Linked DNA regions of Sus scrofa: region 1 is linked to region 2. Evidence: chromatin contacts called from public HiChIP or PLAC-seq data. All regions are on one chromosome and are shown on one strand. Each heading gives the region's core, a stretch centred on a gene start, on an enhancer-like site or on the middle of the called end of the contact. The rest is flanking DNA. Distances are from core to core; before and after follow the strand shown. Region 1 has its middle 31 kb from the start of EHF. Region 2 has its middle 64 kb from the start of MIR1343.

What was found. HiChIP or PLAC-seq counts read pairs in DNA pulled down with a chosen protein or histone mark.
Region 1: an H3K27ac HiChIP or PLAC-seq map of alveolar macrophages shows a contact between it and region 2. The contact joins two enhancer-like sites. A contact is called at or near these places in 1 of 47 Hi-C or Micro-C datasets (embryonic fibroblasts) and 1 of 2 datasets of contacts at active chromatin or transcription factors (alveolar macrophages).

The regions. Positions count from the first base shown.
Region 1 is chr2:26,369,498-26,372,716 of Sscrofa11.1, reverse strand. No RefSeq gene overlaps it. Among named protein-coding and RNA genes, the nearest start is that of EHF, 31 kb to the right of the region's middle. Within about 2 kb of position 1,331, at least 5 of the 83 cell types and tissues checked have an H3K27ac peak or open chromatin away from gene starts, as enhancers often do. A contact at or near this core is called in alveolar macrophages, where this site is marked.
Region 2 is chr2:26,000,996-26,003,873 of Sscrofa11.1, reverse strand. No RefSeq gene overlaps it. Among named protein-coding and RNA genes, the nearest start is that of MIR1343, 64 kb to the left of the region's middle. Within about 2 kb of position 1,618, at least 9 of the 83 cell types and tissues checked have an H3K27ac peak or open chromatin away from gene starts, as enhancers often do. A contact at or near this core is called in alveolar macrophages, where this site is marked.

The DNA.
Region 1 (3,219 bases), core at 82-2,581, 370 kb before region 2:
CTATTGTAAATAGTGCTGCTGTGAATATTGGGGTGTAGGTCTTTTTTGGATGAGAGTTTTTGTGTGTTCCAGATATATGCCAGAGAGTGGGATTGCTAGATCATAGGGTAGCTCTATTTTTAGTTTAGTAAGGGACCTCCATACTATTCTCCATAGTGGCTGCATCAATATACATTCCCACCAACATTGTAGGAGGGTTCCCTTTCCTCCACACCCTCTCCAGAATTTATTATTTGTAGACTTTTTGATGGTGGCCATTCTGACTGGTATGAGGTGAAACCTCATTGTAGTTTTGATTTGCATTTCTCTAACAATTAGTGATGTTGAGCATCTTTTCATCTGTATGCTTTCTTTGGAGAAATGTCTATTTAGGTCTTCTGCCCAATTTTTTGATTGGGTTGTTTGTTTTTTGATACTGAGCTATATGAGCTATTTGTATATTTTGGAAATTAGTCCCTTGTTTGTTTCATTGTTTGCAAATATCTTCTCCCATTCTATAGGTTGTATTTTCATTTTGCTTATGGTTTCCTTTGCTGTACAAGAGCTTCTAAGTTGGATTAAGTCCCATTTGTTTTTGTTTTTTTTTTTTGCTTTTATTTCTTTTGTCTTGGGAGACCGACCCAAGAGAACACTGCTATAATTTATGTCAGAGGATTTTGCCTGTATTCTCTTCTAGGAGTTTTATGGTGTCATGTCTTACACTTATGTCTTTAAGCTGTTAAGAGTTTATTTTTGTGTATGGTATGAGGGAGTGTCCTAACTTCGTTGATTTACATGCAGCTATCCAGCTTTTCCCAACATCACTTGCTTAGAGATTGTCTTTTCTCCATTGTATATTCTTGCCCCCTTTGTTGAAGAAGAATTGACCATAGGTGTGTGATCTGTCTTTTCTTTATACCAGTTACTGGTTGCAACTCCTCTAGTCTTCCCATTCTACCTCCGTAGAGTTGATAAAAAGCAAGAGGAAACATGCAGGATGGAAATAATCCTGACTTTGCTAGCCTCAGTTATTAAGTCATTTTGGGCGACAGTATGGGATGACTGAGTATCCGTTGTGCGGGGTAGGTAGTAGAGAAGGAAGAAAGCGGCATTATTCACACAAAGGGTCAGTCGTTCTGGGTTCTAGTCTTGACATTCACAAACCATCTCTATACAACATTTCCATTATTTAGTAAAGAAATCGGATCCAAGCTCTAAGGACCCTTCTAGCTCTTTCTCTTTGGGATTCTGTGACCTTACCTGTTGGGAGACTAGAAGTCCGTCACTCTCTGTCTAGTTAGCTTAGTATCATTCCACCAGGTGGCGATGTTTCATTAACCCCAAAGCACGTTGTCACGCTGGGAAAAAGCCAAGTTCTGCTGCTAGCTTTCTGTCCCCTGAATGTGAAGAAGAAGAAGGACTCTCCAAAGCTGTGGAGGAAAGAAGGAAATGTCCTCCTGAATAGGTTGGGCAGGTAACGCTGGAAACCAATAAAGCCCCATTTCTCCTCTCTGCAAGTTCTCGGAACTGCGGGTTAGAATTTTGCCTTCTGTGGTTGCGTATGGTGGGCACTCGGGGATGTTGGAACTGGTGGATCTTAGGGAGGCTTAGGGATAGTGGAGATATGCCCAGGCAGTGGGCTTGTGTGAGCCCTGCAAAAACTCCACCCAGAGAAGGGCACCAGATGCCAGGTATTCCTGGGCCAGGCAGGATTAGAAGTTGCTAGATGCATACACGAGTAGCTAGGATGACCCTTGCAGAATCAGGCTGCTTTATGAAGGTCAAAGATGAAAGACAGCAGCTTGTATTCCAGACTTCTCTTCATGCAGAGAGGGAAACTGAGGCCCAGTTCTTCTGATTCTACCTGCTTGCCAAATCGCTTTTTCCTTAAACATTTCAAATTGACTTTTTAATTTTCTTTTTTGGCCACCCTGTGGCATGTGGAGTTCCCGGGCCAGGGATCAGATCTGAGCTACAGTTATGACCTATGCTGCAGATGTGGCAACTCCAGATCCTTTAACCACTGTGCTGGCTGGGGATCAAACCCGCAGTCCTGGTGCTGCAGAGACACTGCCTATTGTGCCACAGTGGGAGCTCCTTAAATAGAAACATCTCTTCTCATGTGTTTAGCTGATTGTTCAAATACATCAAACAGCAGACCTATCTAGGAGGAGAGACAAGTCATTTCGGGTAACTTTTTATGAACCTGTTAAACAAATCTTAGTTGGGTTTTGTTTGGTGGTTTTTATCCATTTGATAATATAATAATGAGCATGCAGAAGTTCCTGGGCCACGGATTGAACCCTAACCATAGCAGTGACCCAAGCCACAGCAATGACAATGCCAAATTCTTTATTTTATTTTATTTTTTTCTGTCTTTTGTCTTTTTAGGGCTGCACCTATGGCATATGGAGGTTCCCAGGCTAGGGGTCTAATCCGAGTTGTAGCCTCCAGCCTACAGCACAGCCACAGCAAAGAGGGATCTGAGCCGTGTCTGTGACCTACACCACAGCTCATGGCAGCATCAGATCCTTTACCCACTGAGGATCTAACCAGGATCAAGGCCAGGGATCTAACCCAAAACCTCATGGTTCCTAGTCAGATTCGTTTCCTCTACGTCACAGTAGGAACTCCAGACAATGCCAAATTCTTAATCCACTAGGCCATCAGGGAACTCTCAGGAACATTTATTTGTTCATTGTTTTCTATAGATCAGGCTCTGATCTAAGCACTTGACATCATTATATTATATAGCAATCCCCCTAACAAAGCTGTGAGGTAGTTCTTACTATCTAGTTGCTATAGAGATTCAGAAGGTTGACTGATTGCCCAAGGTCACACAGCGGAAAGGAGCTGAGCAACATTCTCACTCTGATTTGCCTCCCCCACCACCCCCGATTTGATCTCTAAGCCTCCATGTTTTGCTTCATGGCACTGTTTCTCTTTCATAGGATCTGAAATAGAAACTTACTGGAGTTTCTTATCTGAGCACCAGTCACTATCTCATCATTTTCCTATTGTGATAATAAGTCTTAGTGATAGTGAGACAGCTCAGGACCTAAGGACTTGGTGATATAGTGTCACACCCATGGGACACGCAGAATGTGGATGCTCAGGATGATGAGATGATCCTGAAAAACGTGGGCACCAGAATCAAGCCAAACCATTGGATCTGTGCAACTGGAAGTCTTTCCCCACTGCATGCAAAGCTAAGGATGGCTGGTCATCCTGGGCCCAAAC
Region 2 (2,878 bases), core at 369-2,868:
CTCGTTCCCCACATGAATGTTGGTTGATGGTTTTCTTTACATGAATAGTCAACTGATTGCTGAAACAAGGAAGACATCATATTTTGGAATTTTGCTTGTTTGTCAGCAAAGAGAGAGTAACATCTTCTCTAAAATCAGGCAATTTTCAAATATTGAAAGACTATTTCTTCTACTTTTGTGCTATTCACAATGTGCTAGCTACAGGCATGACATGTTTTTAAGTTTAATATGCATTATTTACACTTTTCCATCATTTTCTTATATCTAGAGACAATCTAATAAATCAAGCCCCCATTTTTAGTGTTTGCTGATTTCCATGTATAAATTTTGGATCTCAAGTTACCAACGTGATCTCCCTGAGCATGGACTTGGGAAGAGATGCATGGCCGTAGACCATTACATAGCATTTCCCACCACTCCATATACAACAGATGTGAAAACCTCAAGAACACAGATAATAGTAAAATGTGGTGAGTGAGTAGGACATGATGAGCTTTGAGTATTAGCTTTGGTTTTGATATAATTTATTTAATAGTAAACTTATATAACTTTTGATAACGGTTTGCATGATGCCTGAAAATTCAGCAGTCAGCTCTTGTGAGCTGGGACAAGCCAGCCTCAGCTCATCACTGACCTTAGGCCCTCCGACTCAAATCACTGGTTCCCTGATGCCAGCAGTGGTGGGGCCAGGAGACATCCCAATGTGCTGTGCTTTTTTTTAGGGCCGCACCCGCAGCATTTGGAGGTTCCCAGGCTAGGATCCAGTTGGAGCTACAGCTGCTGGCCTACACCACAGCCACAGCAACACTGTGCTGTGCTTTTTAAAATACAGAATCTGGGGCGTTCCTGTTGCTCAGTGGGTTAAGTACCCAACTAGTAACCATGAGGACGCGGATTCAGTCTGTCTTAACCCACTCACCCAGTGAGTTAAGAATCCAGTGTTGCCACGAGCTGTGGTGGTGTGGGTCACAGATATGGCTCAAATCCCGTGTTGCTATGGCTGTGGTGTAGACTGGCAGCCATAGCTCTGATTTGAGCTGAGAACTTACATATGCCACAGGTACGGCCCTAATGAGAGAAAAAGAAAAAAAAAAAAAAAAATCCGGGGCCCCACCCCTGGGGATAAATCTGGAATAATACTCGAAACTATAATTGAGAACAAAACCAAACCAAACCAAACCTCCAAGTGGTCCCGATGGGCAACCAGACGTAGGAACCATTGCTCTGTCCAAGCCAGCTCATCAGATCCCTCACATCAGGATTTGAAGCAGGAGTCCCATCACCACTTTGTCTTTCTTCGCCTGGCCTTGTTCTCTGCTCACATATTGTATCCCTTTGGAACCTCATGGGGGAGAGGGTAGAATGGGGGCTGAGAAGAGGGAGTTCTCGTGTTTGAGATCCTGGGACTTGGCCCCTTTTTCTACCACTGTTGACATGGGGTATCTTGGCTAGCCCCACCATGTATCACTACAGAGGTAGAAACCACCCCATTTTCTCAGTTCCTAACCAGAAATCAGGCCCTTAGACAATACTGAAAAAGCAGAACTGGATATGAAAGGCTGTGGGCTGCATGTGAAAGGCTGGTTAGTTGGAACCTTGAGATCTTTTGCTGGCTACTGACTCATGGGGAAGTTCTGACTCGGTAGCCCACATTTTCATGTCTTTGTTTAGTAAAGCTTAACAGCAAAGTGTGATTGGCTCCTGTGTGGATGTGGAGCCTGCTCGACAAATGTAAAAGAACGAGAGAGCCTCCATCGTTTTTTAAAATTAGTTCAGGAAAACCTGAAATTAGAACTCAGAAAGTAGGAAATAATGTCATGTTTTCAAAAGGTCTTCTGCTTTGTGAAAAGCATCAAGTTACAGAGACAGCACCCTTTGGATAATTTTAAATGGTGCTTACAGAATCCTCACGGATGTAAATGGTCATAGAAATACCCCTGTTGCATTAAGCATACTGCACCTGTATTCCCTGAACGGTATCCAGAACCTGACTTATAGCTGTGAAATAGGAAATGCGACCCAGCTGAGGCGTGGGGGGAAAAATGGGGAGTGACATACCACCGTAAGTGTACCTTTGGGGACAGTCACAACACCCAGGCTAAGTCACTTGCAGGCACCGTGACTGAGGCAGCAATTTTGAAACTGCTTCTGTCCCTACAACACATCCTGGCCAATGTGTTACTAATGAAAGTGAAGGAACCTTAGCCTTAGTGAAAGCCTTAAACTTGTCTTTTAAATTCCTGAAACATCAATTATAAAACATATATGAGGGGAAAAATTATGGGTTGTGGAACAGGGAGGCCGGCACATGAAATCAGATAAACCTGAAGTTGTACTAGCTCACAGAATCCTATTCTTTATTAATTAGCTCAACCCACAACTTCTCACGGAAATTGTAAAAACCCATTGGGGGCAGGAGGTGGCAGGACTTGTTCAAGGATCGTTGGGAATCAACTTGTGCTCCTAAGCAGGTTCCAGGTCCTCTGATGAACCTTAAGTACATTAGTCCACATGAGGTATGCTACAGATAGACATGAAAATAGATGATTAGGGCATTATTTGAGTTGGCTTTAAGTAATGATATTTTCTATCTAAAAGCGTCTTTAAACTCTGTCAATGCCTAATTTCAAAGGGAAAGTGTCTAACTTGGTATGACAGGCAGGCTGCTCTTGGGCATGGAGAACAGGATTGGAAACAGCAGCAAGCAAACCACGTGACTTGTTTTACTAAGTTGCTAGTGCCTCACATTTGGGCTGAGACTGTTTACTCTCCTTCTACCTTAGCTGTTCCAGCTTGGACACGTGGACTCTTCTGTGCAGCAGCATGCTCAGGGCACCAAGGAAACCTACTGGTCTCCCGTCCCTTTCACTGCATTTCT